Linked DNA regions of Zea mays: all the other regions are linked to region 3. A link is a contact called in public Hi-C data. All regions are on one chromosome and are shown on one strand. Each heading gives the region's core, a stretch centred on a gene start, on an enhancer-like site or on the middle of the called end of the contact. The rest is flanking DNA. Distances are from core to core; before and after follow the strand shown.

The links. Hi-C and Micro-C count contacts between places; a contact is called where the count stands out from the background.
Region 1: a contact with region 3 is called in a Hi-C map of leaf, with 2.4 times the contacts expected there. The contact joins the promoter of LOC103504718 here to the promoter of LOC100381661 in region 3. A contact is called at or near these places in 2 of 25 Hi-C or Micro-C datasets (both in leaf).
Region 2: a Hi-C map of leaf shows a contact between it and region 3, with 5 times the contacts expected there. The contact joins the promoter of LOC100276258 here to the promoter of LOC100381661 in region 3. A contact is called at or near these places in 2 of 25 Hi-C or Micro-C datasets (ear and leaf).

What each region holds. Positions count from the first base shown.
Region 1 is chr4:181,035,175-181,039,550 of Zm-B73-REFERENCE-NAM-5.0, reverse strand. LOC103504718 (Protein TONSOKU) reads left to right here and starts at 1,597. Exons shown (of 20, transcript XM_008681025.2): 1 at 1,597-2,029; 2 at 2,787-3,584. The coding sequence starts at 1,730.
Region 2 is chr4:181,218,155-181,222,475 of Zm-B73-REFERENCE-NAM-5.0, reverse strand. LOC100276258 reads left to right here and starts at 1,940. Exons shown (of 2, transcript XM_020552740.2): 1 at 1,940-2,397. The coding sequence starts at 2,112.
Region 3 is chr4:181,520,319-181,524,849 of Zm-B73-REFERENCE-NAM-5.0, reverse strand. LOC100381661 reads right to left here and starts at 3,129. Exons shown (of 15, transcript NM_001318231.1): 1 at 2,964-3,129; 2 at 1,974-2,075; 3 at 991-1,096; 4 at 735-898; 5 at 195-555. The coding sequence starts at 1,991.

The DNA.
Region 1 (4,376 bases), core at 348-2,847, 480 kb after region 3:
TTCGATTATTGTGTTTTATGCCTACCACATGTATTATTTACGCCAAAAACTGTACGATTTTATGCTTAAACATGGAGTTCGTATATCAGTTTACTGCATGCACATTGGAAAGACAATTTCTTGATTTATGTTGTTCGTAATTTGCGTGCATGCAATGGAAGCTCCCACGATTTTTGCCATAATTTTTGGATCTGTATAAAAATAGAAACCGCATGCATGCGGCTGCCATGTTTTCGGATCTGTCATAAAAATAGGATAGTAATAACAACCTACTAGAGCTATCAACCTCTCACATTGACTCGGTATTTACGCTTATAATTGAGGGATTTTATGCTCAAAACTTAAGGTTTTTACGCTCCACCGAAGATACATCCACCAGTGAACAACATGCCAGATTTTTTAAGCAGTATACCGAATTGCATAATTATCTACAATGACATATTTAGTATCAGTATATATCATAAAATGGTCATTACGAGTCTAGCTGCATAGCTGTTGCAGCGATCCTAAATTTATGGAGGAAATAAAGCATTTAACATAGAACCCGCCACACATATCTTTCCTAAATTTACGCGCATGCAAGAGAACGTGTTTGACTCATGCATGCATTTTGCCATAATTTTTGGATCTGTATAACCGCATGCATGCGGCTGCCATATTTTTCGGATCTGCCATAAAAATAGGATCGTAATAACAACCTACTAGAGCTATCAACCTCTCACATTGACTCGGTATTTACGCTTATAATGGAAGGATTTTATGCTCAAAACTTAAGGTTATTACGCTCCAACCCGGAGATGCGTCCACCAGTGAACAACATGCCAGATTTTTTACGCAGTGTAACGAATTGCATAAATAGCTACACCATATAGTATAATTTGTACCAATATATATCATAAACTAGATATAATGTGTTTAGCTGCATGGCTGTTGGAGGGATCCTATATTTATGAAGGAAATAAAACATTAAATACGAATTTTTGTTTCTATGCGTGTAATTCATTTCCTTTCATTACACATTATTTTCATCATAAATTCGTGTGCATGCAGGTGGTAACAGATTTTTACGCAGTATACCGAATTGCATAATTATCTACACAGGGTAGCATATTTAATAGCAGTATATATCATAAAATGGTCCTTACGAGTCTAGTTGCATGGCTGTTGCAGCGATCCTAAATTTATGGAGGAAATAAAATATTTAAAAATACAAACCGCCGTACATATCTTTCCTAAATTTATGCGCATGCAAGTGACGTGTTTGACTTTGACTCATGCATGCATTCTTTTTTGCGCGCACAGACGTGGGCGCGGGTGGTGCAACCGACAGCCTGGTCTAGTCGGTGCGCTGGGTTGAACCAGGTTGCAGGGATGATCGACCTGAGCTTCCTTTAACTATTAGAAACCCATGGCTCCCGTTATATCTGCTCTATATATATATATTTTCTTTTTTGATTGAAGGACCGAACAACAAGAGAGACACCCCAGAAGCTTAAGATATCCTCCTCCTACAGGCCATGGCCCATATTACATGCTTCCTACGCAGGCCCACGAGAAACGCAGAGAAGAGATTAGTGAAACTGGAGGCGGGGCCCTGAAATAATTTGGCGGGAGAATCCCCTTCCATCTGATCAGTCCGGCGTTTTCCTTCCTCTCGGCCCTTGACGGAAAATTCGGGTGGAAAAAGGGAAAAAAGTCAGGCGTCGGGTCCTCAGTCGTAGCGGCGGCGATGGCGCGCGGCGGCGGGGGGCGGTCGAAGAAGGAGGATGAGGAGGAGCTGCGGGGGGCGAAGCGCGGTTACAAGGAGGCGTCGGCGGAGGGTAATCGGGAGGAGGAGGCGCGCTGGGCTAACGTCATCGGCGACATCTACAAGCGCCGCTGCGAGTACGTCGAGGCCCTCCGGTGGCTTCGGGCGGACTACGAGGTCTCCGTAAAGCACCTCCCGCAGCGGCACCTCCTCCCCTCCTGTCAGTCGCTCGGCGAGGTCTACCTCCGCCTCGGCCGCTTCTCGGAGGCGCTCACCTACCAGGTCACTACTCACTCCTCAGATTCCACCATCCATCTCGCTTACTTGCCTACCGAATACCGACCATGGTTTCAGATGTTTTAAACGACAGGAGGTGTGCTATGCAGTATAACGCTAATGCATTCCCACTCGCAGTTGTAATTTCGGTGCTGAATTTATGAATTTTTAACCATTTGGTGGACTATTGATCTGGGCATGCATTTGGACTGCAGTGTAGGGTTCGATTATTCTCAAATTATGTTATTAGGCACTGTATATATATACAATTGAATACCAGCTGTGGTGTGGACTTTCTGGTAGTGCATCTGTCTTATATGATAATATATTCTTTCAAAGGTCTGATATTTAGTGATGTATATGTGACCCTTGGCTTGCAGTGTTGGGTTTAGGCACATGTTAATTGTTTTAGTTTTTTCACACGCTTATTGACCTTGGATAGTTGGATTACATTACATTATCTACCTCCGATCTTTTTTATTCGTCGTTTGTTAGTGTAAAATTCAACTATCCAGCGACAAATAAAAAAAATGGAGGGAGTATTACTGATCATGCTGTATCTACCCTGTCACAGTGCATGTACATTTATCAAGATATGGTCATTAGGTGATTTGGTCACTGCCTCCGGTGTTAAATGCTAACCTCTTGTTATAATTGAGATGCTAAGAATTAGAATAATACTCAGACCTCATTTCATACATTTTGCTGATTCTGCTACATGAACTCAAACTTCCATTTACCTTGATGTTTGTTGGCTTGACAGAAGAAGCATCTACAGCTCGCAAAGGAGTCTGATGACCTTGTTGAGCAGCAGCGAGCTACCACACAGCTTGGGAGAACATACCATGAAATCCTTCTAAGATCTGAAAATGACCATAGTGCCATAAGGAATGCAAAAAAGTACTTTAAATCTTCGATGAAGCTGGCAAGGATTCTAAAGGAGAGATCCCCTTCCCAAAAGTCGGACTTTCTAAAAGAACTTATTGATGCGTACAATAATATGGGCATGCTTGAGCTGGAACTTGATAATTTTGAAGAAGCTGAGAAACTACTTATCCAGGGCCTGAAGATATGCGACGACGAAGAGGTAGATTCGTATGATGATGCTCGCACTAGGCTCCATCATAATCTCGGAAATGTTTATACTGAACTACAGAATTGGAAAAAAGCCAGGGGGCACATTGAGAAGGACATAGAGATATGTAGAAAAATACGCCATCTTCAAGGTGAGGCAAAAGGATTCATAAATCTGGGGGAGTTACATTATCGAGTTCAGAAGTATGACAATGCAAAACTTTGTTACAATAAAGCTCTTGAAGTAGCAAGATCCTTGGAAGATGAGGATGCTCTAATTGAACAAATTCACCAGAATATTGAAACTGTTACGAAAGCAGTTGAAGTATTTGAGCAGTTGAAGGAGGATGAACTGAAGCTAAAAAAACTTATCCGGGACACTTCTAATGCTCGTGGAACATCTAAAGAGAGAAAACTCCTACTTGATCAGCATGCATGGCTGGATAGTCTTATTGAGAAGGCCAGGATGATATGTGCATGGCAAAAAGTAAGCGGACCGCACGGTAACTAGTACCAGATTTTTATTCACCTTGTTATAAACTTGGACCATCGTATCCATGAGAATTTATTTTATTATTATTTTTATCTTATTCACAAATGAGATTTTCCCCATTTCTAGCCTATTTTATGCATGTGCATGAATAATCGGTTTATAGGTTATGCTTGATAGTTTTTATGACTGAAAGAACTGGGACAATTGTTGTTGGTTTTATCTTTTGAGTTGCAGTTCTGAAACTGTATATGATCTCCAAAAAAATAATTGGTTACTGGATCTGAACATAAAGTTTTATTTGTCAGAAATATGAATGTTTTATTTGGAATGTCTTACTAACTTATTTACACAATTAGGGATTGCAACTTCCAACTTAATTACCTGTATTCTATATTTGTGCTGCATTCTGTTAACCTGAAACCTTTCTGAGCAGTGCAAAGAAAAGTAACCTGATTTGATGGAACTATTTGTCAGTGTTCTAATGTTAGATTGGTGCCAAGGGAAATGGTTTGGTCCATAGTCTTTGTGTGACCAGCTTCGTCAGAAAAGTCACACTGCCCATTCCCATTTTGAACTCCTGAGATATAACATAAATGTGGGAGCCTGATAAAATATTAAAACCAATCATAGATAACTTTCATCTGGTATATCATGTTTGAAAACCGACTATTGATCAGTTTATTTACTTTCTGAATTTCAGAACTGAAATGATTAAAACATTGTGCAAATATGAAAAATGCATTTATGCTCACCTCACTAATATCAACAATGCACCGGGGCGCAATA
Region 2 (4,321 bases), core at 691-3,190, 300 kb after region 3:
CTGGAAAACATGTTAGTTGTGTTTTGAGGACCTTCGGAAGATGATGGCCCCCAACACATACTAACAAGGTGGATCTTATTTCTCGGAAGCCTGTCTCGAAAGAACCTCTAAGTTAAGCGTGCTTGACTTGGAGCAATTCGGGATGGGTGACCGATCGGGAAGTTTTCTCGGATACGCATGAGTGAGAACAAAGTGCGTATAAAATAACTGTGTTGATCTGTGAGGACAATATATGATACTAGAGAGCTGCCAGGAGTAAGTACCTTCGGCCCAGGAATTGAACGTTGTGTTACATTATATGGCCCAATCCGGCCCGCTCACACGAGGATTCAGCCTTCTCACGCTCTGAGCCCACGGGCGCTCCATCTCCTGGTTCGACGAAGCCGCACTCTCCCCATTGTCCTCTTCGTTGGCCTGTAATCCTTGCTCTTTGCTGACACCATCTAGTCGACAGCGATCACAGCTATAGATGTCCAAAAAGCACGTGGCCCGTTAGCCCGGCACGAAGCACGTGTTTTTAGCACGACACGAGCCCGGCACGGCACAGTTTGAAGCGGGCCCGGGCTGAGCCCGGCCCGTAGAGCGTGTCGGGCTCGACAGACATTTGAGCCAGTTGGGCTAGCCCGGGCATGGCCCGTTATCGGTCGGGCCTTTAAACCGGCCCGTTCAAAAACTCAGGTACCGTACTGGGCTGCCATACGTGATGCCCGAACGGCCCACTTTGTCCTAACCCTAAGCAGCCCACACCGCAGCCACCGTCTGTATAAATCGTGCGCGTCCGGCGCCCTAACCCTAACCTAACACACTCTCGCTCCTGCGTCCTGCCTCTCCGTGCGGCGGCGGCGCTCCCTGCTCTCGATCTCGATGCGGCGCTCCCTCCCTCCTTCGGGCCTCGGCGCGGCGCTCCATGCTCCCTCCTCTCGGCGCGGGCCGTGGGCTCCCTCCCCTCGGCGCGGTGCTCCGCGCTCCCTGCTTTCGGCGCGGCGGCGGCGCTCCCTCCTCTCGGGCCTCGGCGCGGCTCTCCCTGCTCCCTCCTCTCGGCGCGGGCCGCGGGCTCCCTCCTCTCGACGCGGCGGCGGCGCTCCCTCCTCTCGGGCCTCGGCTGTGGTGCTCCCTCCCTCCTCTCGGGCATCGACGCGGCGCTCCCTCCCTGCTCTCGGCTCGGCTGCTCCCTCCCTGCTCTCGGCGCGGCGGGCTCCCTGCTCTCTGCTCGGCTGCTTCCTCCCTGCTCTCGGCGCAGCGGGCTCCCTGCTCTCTGCTCGGCTGCTCCCTCCTCCAGGCAGCTCCGGCGGTTGTGTGATTTGCGGGCTCGAGCTGGCCCGGGCTGCTAAATGGGCCGTGCTATTCGGGCCAGCCCGGCACGGTCGGGCCTCCACCGTGCCGTGCTCGGGTAGCTATTTGGGCACGTCGGGCGGCCCGGCCCGGCACGGTTAAGTGATCGGGCTTAACCGTGCCGGGCTCAAACGGGTCGGGCCAAGTCGTGCTCGGGCTGGGCCGGGCCGTGCCGCCCATTTGGACATCTATCTAGCACCGAGTCGGGAGCCACAACACAATGACCTTAGCAATCCGTGAATAAACTATAACCAAACACCACAACAAACACACCAGATAGATCATAGATGTGATGAGTCAATGATTTTTTTTGGATGAAACGCCCGCAACTGACTTGATGAGGGTTTACAATTTCGGACAGAAATTTCCAAAATTTCTGAAATTTTCTGAAATTTTCTTGATTTCGGTGGGGTCCGAAAAAATATGTTTCCGAAATTAATATTTTTAATTTAAGTTATATCATTTTTTGTTTTAAAAATACTAAATCTATTTAATTTTGACCGAAAATTCCCGAAATTTCGGAAATTTTCTATTTTTCGCGATTTCTTTTTCGAAATCGTAAACGCTCCTCAAACTCAAGCCTCCCTCCCTGCCTGCTCATCCGTGCTCAGTGCTCACTCGCCTATGATTCTCCCGTCCCCTTCTCCTCCTCCCATCCCCCTCGAATCAACCAGCAGCGCGATTCGGACCGAAACGAAACGAACCAACTAACTCGCCACCCTCCAAAGCCGCAGCCCCAATCCCACCGCCGGCCAGGCAAGCTGAGCGCGCCCCGCGCCATGTCAGCCATGTCGTCGTCGTTCATAGCGCGGGAGTCGTCTCGAGCGGGCGAGCAACCGCAGCGCGACGAGGTGGTCGTGTTCCATCCCCGCCCGTGGGTGGCACTCTCCTTCATCCCCGTCGTCCTCGGCGCCAACGACAAGCGGGCATGGATGCTCGCGCCCGGTGCCTGCGACATCCTTCTCGACCTCCAGCCCCCGCAGGTCGGCGCCTCCTACCTGGTCCTGCCCGAGCGCCCCTTCATGGTCATGTCCGCTTGCTCCGACCGCCTCCTCTTCATGGGGGTTACAGCGAAGGTATGCTTCCACACACTGGTTCACACGCTCGGTCTGACCGTCCGACTGAGGATGATAGGCGCTGCTCATTAGCTCTATTGCAGGAAGAAGTAATGGGAAGTGCTGGAAGAAGGGAAACCAGAAAAGGAGAAGTGGTGGTATATTCTAAGGCTCCCATGAGAATGCCTCCTATGGCTGGACAGTCAAGTTCCCTGTTAACAGGTCGAAACCCAGTGATCCCTGACGATCGACGTAAACCACTAGTAGGCAACAGTCGGGTGGGTGACCAAAAGCTTACAGCCTTGAAGAATTATAGAAGGGCAAGGGGCCTTTGTTTCAAATGTGGGGAAAATGGAATCCTAGCCACAGTTGTTCTAACAGTGTACCACTGCATGTAGTGGAGGAAATGTGGGCTGTTGTGTCTCATGGTGAAGAAGATGAAAAGTCCGAGGAAACAGATGATTCTCCAGAAAAGGTTGTTGAGGAGGAGGTGTTAGCTATTTCTGAAGCAGCAGTACATGGTGGTGAGCATAACAAGACCATCAAATTGTGGGCTTATATTCAGGGATGCCAGATGTTGGTGTTGGTTGATTCTGGAAGCTCGGGTAGTTTCATGAGTAACCACTTTATTGAGGTAGTAAAAGGGGTTCAGAAACTGCCACATCCGCTTCAGGTGAAGGTGGCTGATGGTAATACCTTGTGGAGTGAATATTGGGTACCTGATTGTCCCTGGTTATGTAATGGCATCAATTTCTACGCTGATTTTAAATTTTTACCACTGGCCGGTTATGACATTGTGTTAGGAATGGACTGGCTGGAAAAATTTAACCCCATGTCCATACACTGGATGGATAAGTGGATGGAGTTTGAATATCAAGGTAAGGTAGTTCAGCTGCAAGGGGTGAGACCCAAATTACAGTCATGTACTCTTCTGTCTAGTATCCAATTAACTGGACTAATCAGACAAGAAGCTGTGGAGCATGTGTTGGAGCTCAGAACTGTCACAGAATCCAACAAGGAAGTTGTTCCGGTGCAAATACCTCCGGAAATTGCAGCAGTGATAGAGAAGTATCAGGAATTGTTTTCTACACCTCAGGGACTGCCACCAAAGAGGCCATTTGATCACTCTATTCCCCTATTACCTGGAGCAACAGCTTTCCGGTTACGACCCTACAGATATACTCCACACCAGAAGAATGAGATAGAAAGACAAATTCAGGAAATGTTGGAGTCTGGCATCATACAACAGAGTTCAAGTCCCTTTGCTTCACCAGTACTCTTGGTCAAGAAGAAAGATGGAGAGTGGAGGTTATGTGTTGATTACAGGAGGCTCAATGCCTACACTGTAAAAAACAGGTTTCCTATGCCTGTTTTTGATGAGATCACAGATGAGCTAGGTGGAGCTACAATATTTACTAAGTTGGACCACAGGGCTGGTTATCATCAGATTCGGATACAAGAAGGGGAAGAATATAAAACTGCCTTTCAAACACATAATGGTCATTATGAGTACAAGGTCATGCCATTTGGACTTACAGGAGCCCCAGCCACATTCCAGGACTTCATGAACCACATATTGTCTCCATTATTACGCAAGTGTGTAGTGGTTTTCCTGGATGATATACTTGTTTACAGTGATACTTTGGAACATCATGTCCAACATTTGGAACAGGTTTTTCAAATCCTAGACCAAAATCAGTTAAAGCTTAAGCAGTCCAAGTGTTGTTTTGGTCAAGATACGTTGGAATTTCTGGGACATGTTATTAGTGCTGGGGGTATTTCCACTGACCCTGCGAAAGTAACAGTGATCAAGAACTGGCCTCCCCCAGATTGTGTGAAAGCATTGCGTAGTTTCCTGGGTATGGCAGGCTATTACCGGAGATTTGTAGCAGGATTTGGTCTTACCAGTAAACCCTTAACCAATCTGTTAAAGA
Region 3 (4,531 bases), core at 1,880-4,379:
TTGAAAAGTGGGTGTTCTGCTTGAATCTTAGAGCAAGAAATGAAGCAAGTGGACAACCAACATATTCAAAATGTTAAAGAGTTGATGCTACAACTGACCAGAAACAAGCCAGCCAACCATAGCACATGGAGTCCAGCTAAATCTATTAAAAAATATAACATTTCACTTGTTTATGGGTACATGTAATCAATTACCTTGTTGATGAAGCAATCCATTCATCATTCGACTGGATCCTTGCACATTCAGACTACCACTCCCACCACTACCATTCAAATTGATTCGTGATGCAATACTTGGCACGGACAAACCACCAGTGCCTATATTTCTTCCAATATTGCTTGCACTTACCATATTTCCTACAGAACTTATCCGTTGACCCGAGTTTCCTATAGATGAAGATACTGGCATCCCATGAACAGAATTGCGATTACCACCGGAGCCCAAGCCCGAGGATAAGCCTTGGATGTTACCACCAATATTCATGCTGCTACTAAATGCCGGACCTGCGCCAAAATTCATCCCTCTACCACTGACACCTGAATGTGCATGAGGAATCTGCAAAGGGACCACACAATAAATCATCTTGCTCCACATGGATGTGCAGACAGAGAACACATACATTTGAATTATAAAAATTGGTTCTCGGATCCCATAAGACATTAAAGTGAACATGTATGTTTACCACCAAATAAGGAAATGAATTGCACTATATGAATAAAGGTGAGCATTAGAACCTGAGGCATGCCAACTGGAAGGTTGTTTGAAGGGAATCTCCCAGGAATGCTACCTCCAGGTTGTTGAACCCCAGAGGACGGAAGGCCACTCATGGCAGCATTCCTTTGTGCAAGTGATCCAGGCATACTCGGAAGATTGTAACTTCCATGAGTGTTATGCAAGCCTTTGAAAATGTCAGGAAAACAAACCTTACTTAATGTCTGCCATGTAGTATAAATGAACTAACAAAAGTTTTTGTATTATATATATGCTCACCAGAATGATGAAAACCTGGAATTGATCCAGATTGACCCGAAAAGGATGCTGTAAATGGCCTTCCAGCTGAGTCTGAAAGATTTGATGCCGAACTATTAAGGTTTGACTGCCAAGGAAAAAATGAGTTAGTAAAAAATAAACATAATATTGAGTTAAGACTGCAAACCATATTGAGATAAGCAGGCCCCTAAAGACGTTTGAGTAGGAGATAGTCATCAAAGAGTTCAAGATGTAATACTCATTTGTTGTCCACAAAAAAAAGGAGTGTACAAACAAGCAAATGACCTACCAGATCACAACAAAACAATACATCTTCCCTGATTTAACTGTTGGTACAGTCTCAGTGCACAAACTTTACTGCCACCTAATACAAGTACCGTATATCAAACATTTTTTTTCTCGAACGCGCAGGAGAACTGTGCATCATTATATTGAAAGAGAGAAAGGTCCGAAGTGGACCACAGTACAATGCCATAACAGGCAAAAAGACATAGGGAGTATATCAAACATTAAAAATATGGCTGTCTAACAGTGCCCAAATTTGACTTCACCTAATATAAGTAACATATATCGAACATTACAAATATTGTTGTGACAACTGGCAATGTAGTTTTGATGATGATTCCATTCATATAACTCTTGCATGAAATCTCTAAAAAGATTTGTCTGCTGACGACTAAAGTTGTAGAAATTTATCTTTCACCAAAGAAAAACATCCATTCTAGACCCAATGTGGTAAACAAATGGAAAGAATATAAATACATAATGGGCAGACCAAGTGCTGGAGGGTCCCGCATGAGTGGGGTCTGAAAAAGGGGTAAATCGAAGCAATCCTTCCCCCACAAATGCGGAGGCTGCTTCAAACACATGACCTAGTGACTCAGTGATACAGCTCTCACCACTACACCAGGCCTGCCTTTCAACATGAATACATAATGGTGGCAAGAAAACCCAATGGCAAGTATACTTGTGCAAGTACATACGTTCAGCAAGCCCGACATTTTGAAGACAACAAAAGAATCGGTGACTCAAGAGAAAATGAAGATTATCCACAAAAAATGCATGATACAGCAAACCCTTCCAACCTGAAACAGAAAAAAAGGATACATTTATAAGTAGTCGGTACAGTAAGGGAATCCTTTGAAAAAGAAAAGTACCTTTTATTAAAACGATTTGAACAACATATAACAAGTGCAGCAATGAAAATGAAAGGCAGACATTATATTCAAGTTAATCCATAGATCAGTTGGTTGTTACATATCTGTCATTCAGTTCAAATGACATGACAACAACAAATCTGTTTAGTCTCAAGCAAGTTGGGGAGAGCTAGAGATGAGAACCATCAAGCCACATCAGCAAAAAGAAAATTCATAAAAATATATAAAAGGGTCACTTAAAAACGACAGGAAATATTAAGCTAGAAGGCAACCGTTCGAAAATTAAGTAGCTACAATTCTCACAATTACTGCAGAAATTTTAAATACTAAGAGATTAGTCAGGCCAACCTTACAATAGGAAACAGACCATGTGCCAGCACAATATGGAAACATGCCTATTCTTCTAAACACCGCTAAACATGTAGAAGGGTTATCTGTGTGATAAACCACTGGGTTATTTGGTTAGACTAGTGCATTCCAGAATAACCTGATCAGCGCAAAGCACGACAGCAGCAACATTTCATATGAGAGCTGACGCTGAAACTACCGAACCGTAGAATATAATCCCACACGATCAATTCTTCGCAGGTACGAGCACACAAATCTCCGCGACCTAACACAGGAAAACAAAGAAAAATTCCAGCGAACATATAACACGATCCCACTCCACATCGGCAATCGCTGGATGAACGAAAAGAAACACACGTAGAAAAGGATCGAAGGACGCAAAAAGGCGGCAGGGAAGTCGTATGGGAGCGGGATCGCGGGGTACGTGTCGGGAAATTAGGGCAAACCATGGGCACGGGGCATCCTTACCGAGGGGAGGCCGTGCCTGTCACGCGGGAGGGGGGGAGATCGGGTTCGGCGGCGGCGGCGGCCGCCGCGCTCGGCGGATCAAGGGGGAGGCGGGGAGCGTCGGGAGAGGGCGAGACGTTCGGCGTCTGGCCGTCGGCGAGGGCGAGGGGAATCGAAAGTCGAAACTGACGCGGATAGACGACGGGGAAGGGAAGCTGAGGCCGGAGGGGAGAAGGGACAAGGACAAGTGGGCTTTGATCCGTTACAGATGAATGGAACAGGTTGGAGGATGGGCTGCGCGGGCTGAGTGGGCCGGTATGGATTTCTTTCGAGGCGGGGTCGAGGGATAAAATGGGTCTGATCTGGACGGCTGTCAGTGTGTGTCAGATCAAGAGCATCTCTGAAAGTCACATTATTATATTTCAACTTTCAGGCCACTTTTAAATGTATTATTCTCACAACACAAAAATAAAAAATGCATGATTAGATTTGTATATAACTTAAAATCCTATATAATTTCAAAATGCAGAAAATTTCTATTTCGACCTTTGGATGCAAAAAATCGCAATAATTGCATGAGAGATATACATCTCTACTACTTATTAAGGCGGTAAGGGTAGCCTGTCGTTCTGCCATTTTGCGATCTCAACCATCCAGTCTACCATTCTATAATCTCAGTCGTACGATCCTACATTTCAGTCTCGTTCCCTGATCCCACACAACGGTGCCGCTCCTAGATCGCGCCCCGAAACCGTCGCCCCCGGCCTCCCCTCCCCCGGTTCTGGCTGGCCACGAACTCCGCCCCCCTGCCCCTACCCCGATTATGCCGCCGTCGTCCGATCCCACCCGCATACGCTGCTCCCCGCCTCGAGGCTCGTCGGAACGGACGCCTGGATGTCGCGGCTGCAACCCACCGTCGCGCAGGGAGGCTCCGCAACCCGCAACCCAGAGGATGCACGGAGGCCGGAGGGCATGGGGGAATTCTTGTTGAGGTCTATGCATCAACATCTTCTTCAAGGTACACCGCCGCCATCCCAATCCCTACCCCCAGATTGAGCCAGTACCCCTTTTTCCTTCTCTGAATCTCACCCTCTGCTTCCTTCGTTCGATGTCACGCCATCAGTGCACAAGCACCAGCACAATGGCGGTGACCTTGCCCTTGCCACTGTCCGTGGTTGGTTGAGTGAGTGAGTAGCTTTGGTGTTGGATTAATGTGGGCTTGGCCCAAATTAATATTCAATAATAGTCAATGCTAATGGCCCACTTTAATGCTATGGTGTACTAATTATTTAGTACCATATTGGAAGTTCAAAGGACAAATCAATCAACTTAAATAGGTGGACCATTGGTGCATCTATTGAGAAGTTGAGAAAAGGATGAAGGACTGCCACACGCGCGTGCGCGCGCCGCCGCCGCCGGCCGGGCCGTGGCCCCGTGGCCGTGGCCGTGGCCGTGGCTGTGGCCGTGGTAGATCGGACCTTGGTCCGAATATTCCTTTCAAACGGTTTCGCATTTTGCCTGGAGCGATGACCGTCATGATAACCGACGTCAGTTACTGTCGTCAGTTTCCAGTTCTAATGCGCGACCGT